4 separate regions of the Sus scrofa genome follow, and regions 2, 3 and 4 are each linked to region 1. Evidence: chromatin contacts called from public HiChIP or PLAC-seq data. All regions are on one chromosome and are shown on one strand. The core of a region is the stretch at or near the end of the contact, and the rest is flanking DNA. Distances in the headings are between cores, read along the strand shown. Region 1 overlaps SORL1 (sortilin-related receptor). Region 2 overlaps LOC102163364 (a long non-coding RNA gene). Region 3 overlaps SC5D (lathosterol oxidase). Region 4 overlaps LOC106504896 (a long non-coding RNA gene).

Evidence for each region. HiChIP or PLAC-seq counts read pairs in DNA pulled down with a chosen protein or histone mark.
Region 2: an H3K27ac HiChIP or PLAC-seq map of alveolar macrophages shows a contact between it and region 1, with 5 times the contacts expected there. The contact joins two enhancer-like sites. A contact is called at or near these places in 1 of 5 promoter capture datasets (liver), 12 of 47 Hi-C or Micro-C datasets (brain, embryonic fibroblasts, fetal heart ventricle and 6 more) and 1 of 2 datasets of contacts at active chromatin or transcription factors (alveolar macrophages).
Region 3: a contact with region 1 is called in an H3K27ac HiChIP or PLAC-seq map of alveolar macrophages, with 5 times the contacts expected there. The contact joins two enhancer-like sites. A contact is called at or near these places in 2 of 5 promoter capture datasets (fetal liver and liver), 28 of 47 Hi-C or Micro-C datasets (adipose tissue, alveolar macrophages, blood and 16 more) and 2 of 2 datasets of contacts at active chromatin or transcription factors (alveolar macrophages and skeletal muscle).
Region 4: an H3K27ac HiChIP or PLAC-seq map of alveolar macrophages shows a contact between it and region 1. The contact joins two enhancer-like sites. A contact is called at or near these places in 4 of 47 Hi-C or Micro-C datasets (alveolar macrophages, blood and embryonic fibroblasts) and 1 of 2 datasets of contacts at active chromatin or transcription factors (alveolar macrophages).

The regions. Positions count from the first base shown.
Region 1 is chr9:48,586,185-48,589,436 of Sscrofa11.1, forward strand. It overlaps SORL1 (sortilin-related receptor), which reads left to right. Exons shown (of 50, transcript XM_021063014.1): 23 at 1,711-1,884. Among named protein-coding and RNA genes, the nearest start is that of SORL1, 150 kb to the left of the region's middle. Within about 2 kb of position 1,682, at least 15 of the 83 cell types and tissues checked have an H3K27ac peak or open chromatin away from gene starts, as enhancers often do. A contact at or near this core is called in alveolar macrophages, where this site is marked.
Region 2 is chr9:48,334,170-48,337,421 of Sscrofa11.1, forward strand. The region is part of intron 1 of LOC102163364 (a long non-coding RNA gene); the gene reads right to left. Among named protein-coding and RNA genes, the nearest start is that of SC5D, 21 kb to the right of the region's middle. Within about 2 kb of position 1,677, at least 2 of the 83 cell types and tissues checked have an H3K27ac peak or open chromatin away from gene starts, as enhancers often do. A contact at or near this core is called in alveolar macrophages, where this site is marked.
Region 3 is chr9:48,368,376-48,371,627 of Sscrofa11.1, forward strand. SC5D (lathosterol oxidase) reads left to right here. Exons shown (of 5, transcript XM_003129944.4): 4 at 1,925-2,025; 5 at 2,381-3,252. The coding sequence ends at 2,836. It overlaps LOC106504896 (a long non-coding RNA gene), which reads right to left. Exons shown (of 4, transcript XR_002335693.1): 4 at 2,532-3,252. Among named protein-coding and RNA genes, the nearest start is that of SC5D, 13 kb to the left of the region's middle. Within about 2 kb of position 1,741, at least 2 of the 83 cell types and tissues checked have an H3K27ac peak or open chromatin away from gene starts, as enhancers often do. A contact at or near this core is called in alveolar macrophages, where this site is marked.
Region 4 is chr9:48,391,431-48,394,682 of Sscrofa11.1, forward strand. All of the region lies in intron 1 of LOC106504896 (a long non-coding RNA gene), which reads right to left. Among named protein-coding and RNA genes, the nearest start is that of SC5D, 36 kb to the left of the region's middle. Within about 2 kb of position 1,526, at least 15 of the 83 cell types and tissues checked have an H3K27ac peak or open chromatin away from gene starts, as enhancers often do. A contact at or near this core is called in alveolar macrophages, where this site is marked.

The DNA.
Region 1 (3,252 bases), core at 432-2,931:
GATGAACCCGCAACCTCATAGTTCCTAGTCAGATTCATTTCCATTGCCGCCACAATGGGAATTCCGCAGAACGCTTTTGCATGTTTCATCAAATGGATCTCCTTCTGTGGCTGTATTTTGTCTGCTTGGTAATGCCGTGTACTCTTGGATCCTTAGCATCAAAACAACACTGTTGCTATACCATCAGGATTTTTATTTTGACATGTGATGCTGTTGAAACACCAGTGAGGTGCCAGCACAGCCAAGACTTCTGAGTGTGTCATCACCCATCTCAGTAAGATCGTCATTCATGAACCCTGTTTCACATCCTGCAGGCCAGGATAGGTGGGGCATAGCTCAAACCTTGGCTGGATGGAAACAGACGATATGGATATGGTTCTTGTGGGGTTCTCTGGCCATGAGATGGCACAATTGAAGAATCTTTATCAGTTGGTTTTTTTATCAAAGCATTTATGTATCTTCTCAGTTTTGAAGAAGAGAAGTCACAGGCCAAAGGAAAAGCATCCATTTCTTAATTTATGGCTTTTGTGTTGCTTGGTGGTTGTACCATGTTTTCAGTTGCTGTAAAATCATTTATGCGTCCTCTCTCTCCTTCCCAGAAGGACGAGGGGGATAGAAAACACCATTTCCCTCGCTGATCATCCACAAAGCTTCTCTCTTGACAGTGCAGAGAGGGATTTTATGGACTAGCTGGCACGCTCTTTGGAAAGCTGAACCAGAGAAAAGACTGCAAATAGTGGATTCGGTCAGCATTAACCAGTGAATTCTTATGTGGATTCACGACACATGGATTTGTTGCCTAACGGGTGCTCTGCTTGGTTCCGAATTGAGCTCAGCAGCTGTGCTCTGGTGCAAAGGAACTGGGAAGGGCAGGCCTGGATTTTTGTTCTGTCCTTACTCCAGTGTATGTTCTAATATAACAATAGGCTTTTGGGGAGTTCTGTCATGGCTCAGCGGTAACAAACCCAACTAGAATCCATGAGGACTCAGGTTCGATCCCTGGCTTCACTCAGTGGGTTAAGGATCCGGCATTGCTGTGTGCTGTGGTGTAGGTCGCAGACGCAGCTCGGATCCCACTTGCTGTGGCTGTGGTGTAGCCCAGCAGCTCCTGCTCTGATTCAGCCCCTAGCCTGGGAACTTCCATATACGGCAGGTGCAGCCCTAAAAAGACCAAAAAAAAAAAAAAAAAAAAAAAAAAGCGGCAGGGGGGCTTTTGGGCTCTAAGTATAGAAACCCACCCAAGCTGACTCAAGTGAAAGTGTTGTGGACAGAATGAAGGGAGATGGTAAGGACGGGAGGTGCGTTGTGCGGATGGGGAAGGGCCTGGGCCTGGTAAAGCTGTCCCAAGTCCCAGGTGTTGTCCTTTCTTCTCTCCGTGTGAGTCAGCTTCATCCTCTCAACTCTGCAGACTGATCTTACCTGCACAGCTCTGACTGGCCCAGGTTTGGGCTTGCCCTGCATCACCTGTGACACCCACACAGTATGACTCGTCTCCCCACTCCAGCTCCCTGCCTATCTTGGTGTCTGAGCACCCCAACTCCAGATTCCCAGGAGGACCAGCGGGTACCTGGCTCACCCTCTCTGCTTCACTCTTCTCTCCCGAGCTTCCTGTGATCCGGTCTGTGAACCCGGAGCTTGCACTGGGTCTCAGGCCTGTTTCTGGCGCCCCCTGGTGTTTACTGACCAGAATGCCATGTGTCTCCTCTCCAGGAAGCAACGCCTGTGTGTCCAGGCCGTGCAGCCTGCTGTGCCTGCCCAAGGCCAACAACACTAGAACCTGCCGGTGTCCAGATGGTGTTTCTGGCAGCGTCCTCCCGTCCGGGGACCTGATGTGCGAGTGCCCTCAGGGCTATCAGCTGAAGAACCACACGTGTGTCAAAGAAGGTGCCTCCCCTTTCCTTTTCTGCCCGTCCTCCTTCCCTTCTGTGGCCCTCAACTCACGCACATTTGAGGTTATTAAAAATGCCCAACGTGGACATAAAACCCACTAGACACACCCCAGTTTGGTGCCAAGGACTGTAGTCCCTCAGTCTTAATCCGGAACCGGCCCACGCCGTTCATTGAGACAGAAGAGCTGCATTTGGGTTTAAGGTCAGGGCTGTGGGCCCGCCTCTGAGCCTGCCTTTCTATTCTTTTGCCACCGCTCCCTCTGCTCATCCACCCCCACATCCACCTTCTCCAGCTTCTGTAAGCTGGACCGCCCGGACGTGGACAAAAGTCTTAGACTCCTTCACAGTTCACCTCGTCCCACCCCACACTCTCCTCCCCTCACTCCTGCCAGCCTGGAAATGCCCAGACTTTCCAACCAGTTTGCAGAGGGCTCTCCCTTTCCCACTCCCGAGCTGTGGCTAAGAGGCTGCGGCAGCCTCAGTTCACCCCCTTTGAGTCTGAACAGGTGGATTCTAACATTTTCTTCATCTGAAAACCTGTGAAATCTTTCTCTCTTGTTGGGTTGTTCCCCTTCACCCCTTTTGCAGCGTCTGGCCTCATATCTGGGAGGTGAGCCCCTCGGGCGAGGGCCTGGCCACGAAGTGCCCAGTTGGTGGCTGTGGCCCGAATTCCTGCTTTTCCTTATTATTCTCAAGGTTCCCTTTGTTTTGGAATTATGACCCCACCCCCACAGCAGCCTCTCCGTCCAGGATGGTGAAATCCACAAAGTGGCCTTCTGGGCTCTCTTAAGAAATACAAATGGAAAAATGATGAGCCTTTTTTTCCCCTAAGACACAGGAGATTCTCTTCTAGGATCTGGACATCACCATAAAGCTGTTTGAGAAGAAATGGAGTTACCCTAAATTCCAGGAGGGGGAGAAAGGGCTTTTCTAGATCCCCATCAGAATGCTTTTGGTTCAAGGAGGCCAGCCGTCATGTATTCTTAACCTAGTGTGTTAAACAGTGCCCTTCTTTCTATATGAGGATTTAGCACTGCTTGCTTTGGAGAAGTCATAGGATAGGAAAAAAGTCTTCACAAACGTGGAAAGCAAATCTCCATAACCCACCTGGTGGGTAAATGGAGTCTGTGAATATATATGACAATAGTCTATGTACACTGTGTGGCTATAGATATACTGAATATTTGTGTTTGGATACTGTGTACACGGTCCTTAAGGAATTTCCTGTGGAATTAGCATTTTGTAATGGTGCATCTCTACCCACTAGATCCACCTGGGCAGCATCACTGTCCTTTTTCATCATGATTACTGCCCCCCCCCCCCAGCTGCCTCTTCTTTTAATTAGAAGAGGAGAGAAGGAGGC
Region 2 (3,252 bases), core at 427-2,926, 250 kb before region 1:
CCACAGCAATAACCAGAGCCACAGCAGTGACAATGCAAGATCCTTAACCTGCTGTGCCATCAGGGAACTCTCTATTTGATTTTTTTAAAATAATTCATTCATACAAAATAATGAATAAACTGTACTCATATACTTAAATAAATTTTTTTTTCTTTTTTGTCTTTTTGCCATTTCTTGGGCCGCTCCCGCGGCATATGGAGGTTCCCAGGCTAGGGGTCCAATCGGACCTGTAGCCGCTGACCTACGCCAGAGCCACAGCAATGTGGGATCCGAGCCACGTCTGTGACCTACACCACAGCTCAAGGCAACGCCGAATCATCAACCCACTGAGCAAGGGCAGGGATGGAACCCGCAACCTCATGGTTCCCAGTTGGATTCGTTAACCACTGTGCCACGACGGGAACTCCCTTAAATAATGTTAATAAACACCCGTATATTAAACCTCCTGGCTCAAGAAATAAAATACAACCCTGGAGTTCCCACTGTGGCCAACAGGATCAGTAGTGTCTCTGAAGCATTGGGACACAGGTTCAATCCCCAGTCTGGCACAGTGGGTTAAGGCTCTGACGTTGTCATAGCTGTGGCATAGGATGCAACTGCAGCTCGGATCTGACCCCTGGCCCAGAAATTCCATATGACGTGGGGCAGCCAAAAGAGAAAAAAAGAAAGAAAACACAACCCAACAAACTTTTTCAGCTCACCATGGCCCCTCTTTCCCTCTCTTTCTCATCCATATGAAACCACTATCCTGTATTATAAACTACCAGCTACTTTAAAAAATAGTTTTATAATATATGCTATATTCCTAAACAATAGAATATTTAATTTTCCCAGGTCTTGAAACTTACATAAAAGAGCTCATATCATATGTATTTATTAATGCCCTTCTCACTCATCATTCTATTTCTGAGATTCTTCCATCCTGGTAAGCATAGCTCTAGTACATTTTTTAAACTGCTCTGTGATATGTGTTGTATAAATAGACTAAAACTCATTTCTCCATTTTATTGATTTGGGACTTGCTTCTTTTTGCCCAACACTATGATTTTAAAATTCTCATTTTCATTCATGCAGCTAAAATTTAGGTAGATCAACATCCTTGCTGTATAATCTGTATCTAATAATTTCAATATCAATCTTGGGAGTCTGACATTTCAGTTTATATATTTTTTTTCCTGCTGCCTTTTGTTTATTTGGGCTTGTTTCTTCTTGTGTTTTAGTTATTTAAAATTTTTTTTTTTTTTACTTTTTAGGGCCACACCCGCAACATAGCAAAGTTCCCAGGCTAAAGGTTGAATCAGAGCTACAACTGCCGGCCTAGACCACAGCCGCAGCCACAACAATGTGGGGTCCGAGCCACGTCTGTGACCTACACCACAGCTCACAGCAACGCCAGATCCTTAACCCACTGAGCAAGGCCAGGGATCAAACCCACATCCTCATGGATACTAGTCTGATTCATTTCCGCTGTGCTATGAGAAATCCAATAATGTTTGGTTTTTGCTTTTTCCTCCATACTAATACATCCTTAATTAGCCACAAGGAGCTCTCCACTTCTCTCCTCCGGAAATCATTTCACCCATTGGTTTGTTTGGCTAAAGGTCTCTGTCTTCAGCAATGATGAGGCAAGTACTCTTTCTCTGGAGTGGGGAAATCCATGGTTTGCTGTCTTCTCCAGTGATGAATATGTTGGGAAAGCCTGGTAGCAAAGCTATTGCCATTGGTTTCCTCCATGTGAGCCATGTCAAGAATCAAGCTCTGTGTGTGTGTGTGTGTGTGTGTGTGTGTGTGTGTGTGTGTGTGTGTGTGTGTGTGTGTGTGTTGGTGATTACATCAGTCTATCCTAGGTCAGAACTTTCAGTCAACATACATAGGTTAGCAGAACTCAAGGAAATGACTAATTGACTTGGCTAAGCTCCAAATCAATTTAGAAGATGTCCATTCTGGATGGTGCCCACAAAGATCTTCCTTGCTTCACAGGACTTATACCAGGCTTCCTCAGACACAATTTGATAAACAACAAATTGACCCCTGGGTCACAGATAAGATGGAAATTCACTCTGGTCAATGTCGATGACATCCATAAAATAGCCAGGGTGGCTTATATCAGTGTGTAGCCTGCCATCAATCTTAAGGAATCACTGTGTGCAGATCTTCTTAACTTTCTCTCCTGCTCTGACATATTTGTCTTTTTCTTGGTAAAATAAGGAGAAGGAGCAGCCTGCTGGGTCCAGTGGATGAACAAAGGGCAACAACATCAGTTAGGATGTCCAGCATCCAGTAATCTGGAGCTGCTCTGTACTTTAGGACCATGAGTTGTGACTATTCTAGGCACAGAAAAGGCTGAAATCAATGTTTTATATAAATTACACAGGAAATATTTGCTTTGCTGCTGCCAGACATCTAGTACCATCTAGTAGCCATAGCCATCAGCCTATGGCTACTTGAAAATGAATCTTGGGGAGTTCCTGCTATGGTGTAGTGAAAATGAATCAGACTAGTAACCATGAGGTTGTGGATTTGACCCCTGGCCTCTCTCAGTGGGTTAAGGATCTGGTGTTGCTATGGCAATAGGCTGGCAGCTATAGTTCTAATTCGATGTCTAGCCTGGGAACCTTCATGAGCCTTGAGTGTGGCCCTAAAAAGAAAAAAAAAATTTAAAAATTTGAAAATAAAATAAAATGAATTTTGGTTTGATGATATTCAGACAATGTAGGTAGCATGAATTATGTCCCTAAAACAGCATGAGTGTTGGCTTGTGGTTCAAAATTCTCAGAGGATATTCTTTCTCTCTTTCTCTTTCTCACCTTCTTTCCTTTCCTCTTCCCTCTTCCCTTCTCTTTTACCTCATTTTCTTGCTCTTTCTCTTCCTTCCTTCCCTTTCCTTCTCTTTCTTTTCCTGCTCATCTTAGGGCCAGGCCCCAACAGACAAGTCTTCCTTTGAATGGTTATTTTCTGTGTCACCCCTTTCTAGAGTTCAGGTTTATACTAGAAGCTTGGATTCTACTTCCCACCTTTCTTTGGACCCAGACTTTGTCTCCTATTCATTAGAGGCCATTAAAATCCAAGGCCTTCTAACTTCAAATCACAACAGTAGTTGCTCCTACCCCAACAATAACCATAAACCAGATAAGCAACAAAAGCATGGTTTTTTAAACCCACCAGAGATCTGAGGACAGAAATAATCTAACTAAATGAAAAGTCAGAAGGTGCAGAAGATTCCTTTTTCTAACAGTAGAGATCTGTATCTGT
Region 3 (3,252 bases), core at 491-2,990, 220 kb before region 1:
GACATTGTATAGGATCACTTAGTATAGATATCCATAGTTTTATTTGTTTGTTTGTTTTTGTTTTTGTTTTTTTGTCTTTTTTGCCTTTTCTAGGGCCTCTCCCGAGGCATATGGAGGTTCCCAGGCTAGGGGTCGAATTGGAGCTGTAGTCACCGGCCTACGCCACAGCCACAGCAATGTGGGATCTGAGCCTCGTCTGCGACCTACACCACAGCTCACGGCAACACCAGATCCTTGACTCACTGAACAAGGCTAGGGATTGAACCCACAACCTCATGGTTCCTAGTCGAATTTGTTAACCACCGAGCCACAGTGGGAACTCCTATCTATAGTTTATTTAAATGATCCACCATTTTCAGACCTTTAGATTTTTCCTCATTTTTCTGCTACAAATAGTACTGCAATGACTAAACTAATTTTTGTGAAATTCTGGAGTTATTTCATCCAGATACATTTCAGGTATCTAGTATTAGGAAGTAAGAATAATAGTTAACATTTATTGAGTGTTAATATGTACCAGCTCCAGTTCTAAGTTTTTCACATGTATCAATCAGTTTTATTCTACATTAATTCTCTGAGGTAGGTACTACTGTTCTGCTCCATTCATAGGTGAGTAACTTAAGTGTACAGAGAGCTTCAGTAACTCGCCATGCTCACTTAACAAATAAGTGGTAGATCTGAGCCTGGAACCCAAGCTTGCTGGCGTCAGCACCCATGCTCTCTCAGTAAGAGGTTAGTTATTTAAAGGAGGGAATAAAAATTATATACCAGGGTGATGAATTGACTCAACCTTGAAAAGTGGGTCAAATTATGAATAAAAATGAAAGGAACGAGGGCATTCTAGATACGAGTAAAGGTATAGACGTAAGGCTTTGAAGATATTGGGAGGACATTGAGTGATCCAGCCTGGTTAGTTCATGAACAGATGAGGTTGGGAAGATCAGAACAGGTTGGGTTATGGAGTAAATGCTGGGCTTAAGGTGTTTCATGGAAAATAAAACTCAAAGCAGGGGAGGTAATATGTAAAGATATGGGTTTTTTGGGGGGTTTTTTTTGTTTGTTTTTTTTGTTTTTTTGTCTTTTTGCCATTTCTTCGGCCACTCCTGTGGCATATGGAGGTTCCCAGGCTAGGAGGTCTCATCAGAGCTGTAGTTGCCAGCCTACGCCAGAGCCACAGCAACCCGGGATCTGAGCCATGTCTGTGACCTACACCACAGCTCATGGCAACACCGGATCCTCAACCCACTGAGCAAAGCCAGGGATCGAACCCACAACCTCATGGTTCCTAGTCGGATTCATTAACCACTGAGCCATGACAGGAACTCCTAAAGATATGTTTTATGAAGATTAATGTGAAGGAAAAATAAAGAGCATTATTCTCAAACATTTCAATCATAAAGATGCCACAGGAGTATACTTTTTCTGTTTCGTAAATAGCTTGTCTTTTCTTTTTTTTTAGGGCCCTACCCAAGGCATATGGAGGTTCCCAGGCTAGAGGTCGAATCAGAACTGTAGACCTACACCACAGTCACAGCAACGACAGATCCGAGGCACATCTACACAGCTCAGGGCAACACCAGATCCTTAACCCACTGAGCAAGGCCAAGGATCGAACCTGCATCCTCATGGATACTAGTCAGATTCGTTTCCGCTGAGTCATGATGGGAACTCCCCATAAATAACTTCATAGTTTAATTAAGAAATATTTTGGGTGGGTCCCTTCAATTTTTTATGAGAGGGAAGTAAGCAGAGCCCAGGGAGCCAAGGGAGGTGGAGATTGTAACATACTGGATTAACCAAAGCAGATAGTTTACAGTGTTTGGGTCTGGGATCATATTTTGTCTCCTTAGATGGACATATAAAAAGTAAACGCTGATCCTGGGAGCCAAATCTTGATTGTGCCATATCCTGTTGTCTCTTGTAGGCTGGTTTCGACTCCTTGCTAGTGTATTGTCCTTTCTCTTTTTCACTGACATGCTGATCTACTGGATTCACAGAGGCCTTCATCATAGACTTTTATATAAGGTAGAGTCATTTGTAGGGGAAAGACAGAAAATACTCATTTCAGGTACTACTACTACTATTACTGTTGTTATCATCATCATTTCTATTATAAGAGGTATTATTAAATACTCAAGTAGCCATAGTCATGACAGGTACAAGGTACATTTTGTGTGTGTCCTTCTTTATGGGTCTGGAGGGGCTGAGTTAAAATTTTGCTGTTTGGAGATAAAGAAGAGGGGCATTTTATAAAGTAATTTGCTACATTCAAAGAGATGTGTAGCCAGGTCGTTTCCCACAACATGAGCAGGAAAAGTGCAGTGGAGTGTGTCTCGGGGGAAAGTCTGCGACATTAACTTGGTGTCCTTTTCTTCTCTAGCGCTTACACAAACCTCATCACATCTGGAAGATCCCTACTCCATTTGCAAGTCATGCTTTTCACCCTCTGGATGGCTTCCTTCAGAGTCTCCCTTACCACATATACCCTTTCGTTTTTCCCCTACACAAGGTAGTTTATTTAGGTTTGTACATTTTGGTCAATATCTGGACAATTTCCATTCATGACGGTGACTTCCGTGTTCCCCAGAGCTTAAGGCCATTTATTAATGGCTCAGCCCATCATACAGACCACCATATGCTCTTTGACTATAACTATGGACAGTACTTCACGTTGTGGGACAGAATTGGAGGCTCATTCAAAAACCCCTCCTCCTTTGAAGGGAATGGACCACTTGATTATGTGAAGAAGATGACAGAAGAAAAGTTCAGCAACCATGCAGGAAATGGTTGTAAAAATGAAAAATTATTCAATGGCGAGGGCAAAAAGGCTGAGTAGATTATTGCCGAATTACTGAATATTTTTAATCAAGAGAAATAATCTACATATGTACAGCCAAGAGGCCTAGCACGTGAACAGTATCATTTGAAAATCAGAATGGTGGGTCCTGCTGAGGAATGATCATGCTGGTAGGTCAAAAGAACATGCTGTGAACACCAAGGGACTAATGGTGTCTTTCTAGCCAGCAGATCTGCAATTTGTATAGCCTCAACAACAGTTTTTTAAAAGATAGAGGATAAGTTTTTAAGGGGACCAGGTAATGTCCTTTTGCCTTAATTCATCATTATTCATTAAGTAAAATTCATTGTGCTTAATGATATCATGACTAAACACCGTAACAACAAAATACTAATGTAAAGATGGTTCCTTGTTTCAGGAATGAGTTCAGTACATAATAACAACTACTTGTAGTA
Region 4 (3,252 bases), core at 276-2,775, 190 kb before region 1:
TTCAGCTCTCAGGGATTGGAGGATGCCCATCCACACTGATTGGGGCAATCAGATCCAAATGCTTATCTCCCCAGAAATGCCTTCACAGACACATCCAGAAATAACATTTAACCAGATAGCTGGGCATCTCATGGCCCAGTCAAATTGACACAAAAAATTTACCATCATACTAGATAAACCTTTATATCTTTAAAAGATAAATGTTGTCACCTGAGAGAATCTAGGCTCTGTGTGGGCAAGGCCTTATCTCTCTCTATTGATTTACAGCAAGTCTTTATCGAATCCATTATTAGGTTGCCCATGCATAGAATAGGGCCGGGCAGAGAAGAGAAGCACAATCCATTATCTAACGAATAAATAAACAAATGAAAAATGGGTCTTCACTAGCTACTTTTGAAACAGATTGATGCGCTTTTGATCATTATCTACACACTGCAGACCAAGGACTCACCTCATTTCTAACTAGTTCTCATCCTCAAGCCCTTGTCCATTCTGTTCGATGCTGCCCTCTTGCCCTCCCTTATGCCAGCAGGCCCCCACCCTCAGAGCCTCCAAACTCAGCTGTTCCCTATGCTTGGAATATTCTTCACCTCGAGTATAGCTATGGATCACTCCAACATCTCTTCTGGACCTGTGCTGAAATGTCACTTTTTAAGGGAACCATTCCCAACTGTCCTATTTTATTTTATTTTATGCCTATATCATGTGAAAGTTCCTGGGCCAGGCATTGAACCCGAGCCGTAGCAGGGACCCAAGCTACAGCTATGACCACCCCAGATCCTTAATTATTGGGTCACTAGGGACCTCCCCAAAATCTTAGATTTGTTTGTTTTTTCTCAACTCTCCTATATATATATATATTTTTTCTTTTTAGGGCCACACCTTAGGTATATGGAGGTTCCCAGGCTAGGGGTTGAATCGGAGCTATAGCTACCAGCCTACACCAGAGCCACAGTAACACGGGATCTGAGCTGTGTCTGCGACCTGCACTACAGCTCAGGGCAATGCCAGATCCTTAATCCACTGAGCTAGGCCAGGGATCAAACCTGCGTCCTCATGGATGTTAGTCAGATTCGTTTCCGCTGAGCCACGATGGGAACGCCCCCTCCCTACCCCGTCCTATTTAAATTGCAATTTCCACTCTTCACACTCCCTAAGCCCCCTACTCTGCCTTTGGTTTTCTTCTATCATGTGTGAGGCCGAAAAACAAGTCTTAATACATTTAAGAATGAAATTATATCAAGCATCTTTTCTAATCACAATGGTATGCAACTAGAAATCAGTGGCAGGAAGAAAACTGGAAAATTCACAGATATGTGGAGATTAAACAACATTCTACTGAAAAACCAATGGGTCAAAGAAGAAATCGAAAGAGAAATTAAGAAGATATTTTGAGAGAAATGAAAGTGAAAATACAACGTATCAAAACATTTAGTAATGCAGCAAAAGCAGTTCTAAGAGGGAAGTTCATAGATACATGCCTATATTAAGAAAGATTTTAGAGTTCTCTTGCAGCATGTGGGTTAAGCATTGTCACTGCAGTAGCCCACGTCATTGCTGTGGCACAGTTCAGTCTTTGACCCAGGAGCTTCTCTACGAGGCCAAAAAGAAAACAACAAACAAATAAAAAAAAAAAACCCAGATAGATCTCAAGTATCTCAAGAACTAGAAAAAGAACTAAATAAACCCAAAGTTAGAAGGAAGGAAATTACAAAGATCAGAGTGGAAATAAATAAATAGGAGTTTCTGTTGTGGCCTAGCAGGTTAAGAACCCAACTAGTACTTATGAAGGTGTGTGTTCAATCCTTGGCCTTGCACAGTGGGTCAAGGATCCAGCATTGTCACAAACTGCAGTGTAGATCGCAGATGCAGCTTGTATCTGGCATTGCCGTAGCTGTGGCATAGGCCAGCAGCTGCAGTTCCCAGCCGAGGAACTTCCATATGATGTGGGTGCAGCCTTAATAAATAAATATATTAAGACTGAAAAGAAAATAGAAAAGACTAATAAAAATTAAGAGCTGGGATTTTTTGGTTTTCGCCACCCCCCCCTTTTTTTTTTTTTGTCTTTTAACCTCTATGGAAGTTCCCAGGCTAGGGGTCGAATCAGAGCTGTAGCCGCCGGCCTATACCACAGCCACAGCAATGCGGGATCTGAGCCGCCTCTGAGACCTACACCACAGCTCATGACATCGCCAGATCCTTAATCCACTGAGCAAGGCCCGGAATCACACCTGCCACCTCATGGTTACTAGCCGGGCTTATTAACCACTGAGCCACGATGGGAACTCCTGGTTTTTGCCTTTTTTCTTTTTCTTTTTTTGGCCACCCCACAGCATATGGAGTTCCCGCTCTTGCAGCTGCAGCAATGCTGGATCCTTTAACCCACTGTGCCAGGCTGGGGATTGAACCAGCATCCTGGTGCTGCAGAGACACTGCCCATCCTATTGCTCCACAGCGAGAACTCCAAGAGCCGCTGTTTTAAAAGATAAACAAAATAGAAAAAGCTACGTCCAGCCAAAAACTGCACATGAATATGTATAGCAGCTTTATTCATAATTGTCATGACTCGAAAGCTATGAAGATGTCCTTTGGGAGTTGAGAAGATACATCCAGACAATGGACAATTACTCGTGGCTAAAAAAACATGAACAGACATGGAGGATACCTAAATGCCTATCATTAAGTGAAAAAAGCCAATCTGAAAAGGCTGAATACTAAAAAGTATGAGAGGCTGCATATAGAAAAGTCCAACTATTTGACATGCCGGGAAAGGCAAAACAATGAGGACAGTAGAAGGATCAGTGGTTGTCAGGGGCTGGGGGATGGAACCAATGCGTAGAGCCCAGAGGATTTTTAGGTCAGTGCAACTGTTCCGCATGATTCCACAAAGGTGGATATAGCTCACTACGTATTTGTCCAAACCCAGAGAACATACACAACCTTGAGCGAACCCTAATGTCAACTGTGGTCATTGGTTGAAAATGATATGTCCATGTAGGTGCAGGTATTGTAACAAATGTATTCATCTGGCGCAGAAAGTTGAACTTGGCAAGTATGTGAACATCTGGGGAGGGGGATATGGGAGCTTTCTGTATTCTAATTAATACTGCTGTGAACATAAAATCACTCTAAAAATAAAGTTATTGCTTGTTTAAAAAGATAAAACATAAAAAGTTATGTGAATATGTGGTGGGGGGGAGATTTTAAAAAACCCAGATAAGCAGTTTGCTCTGGAGCTCTTCTCTCTCACTT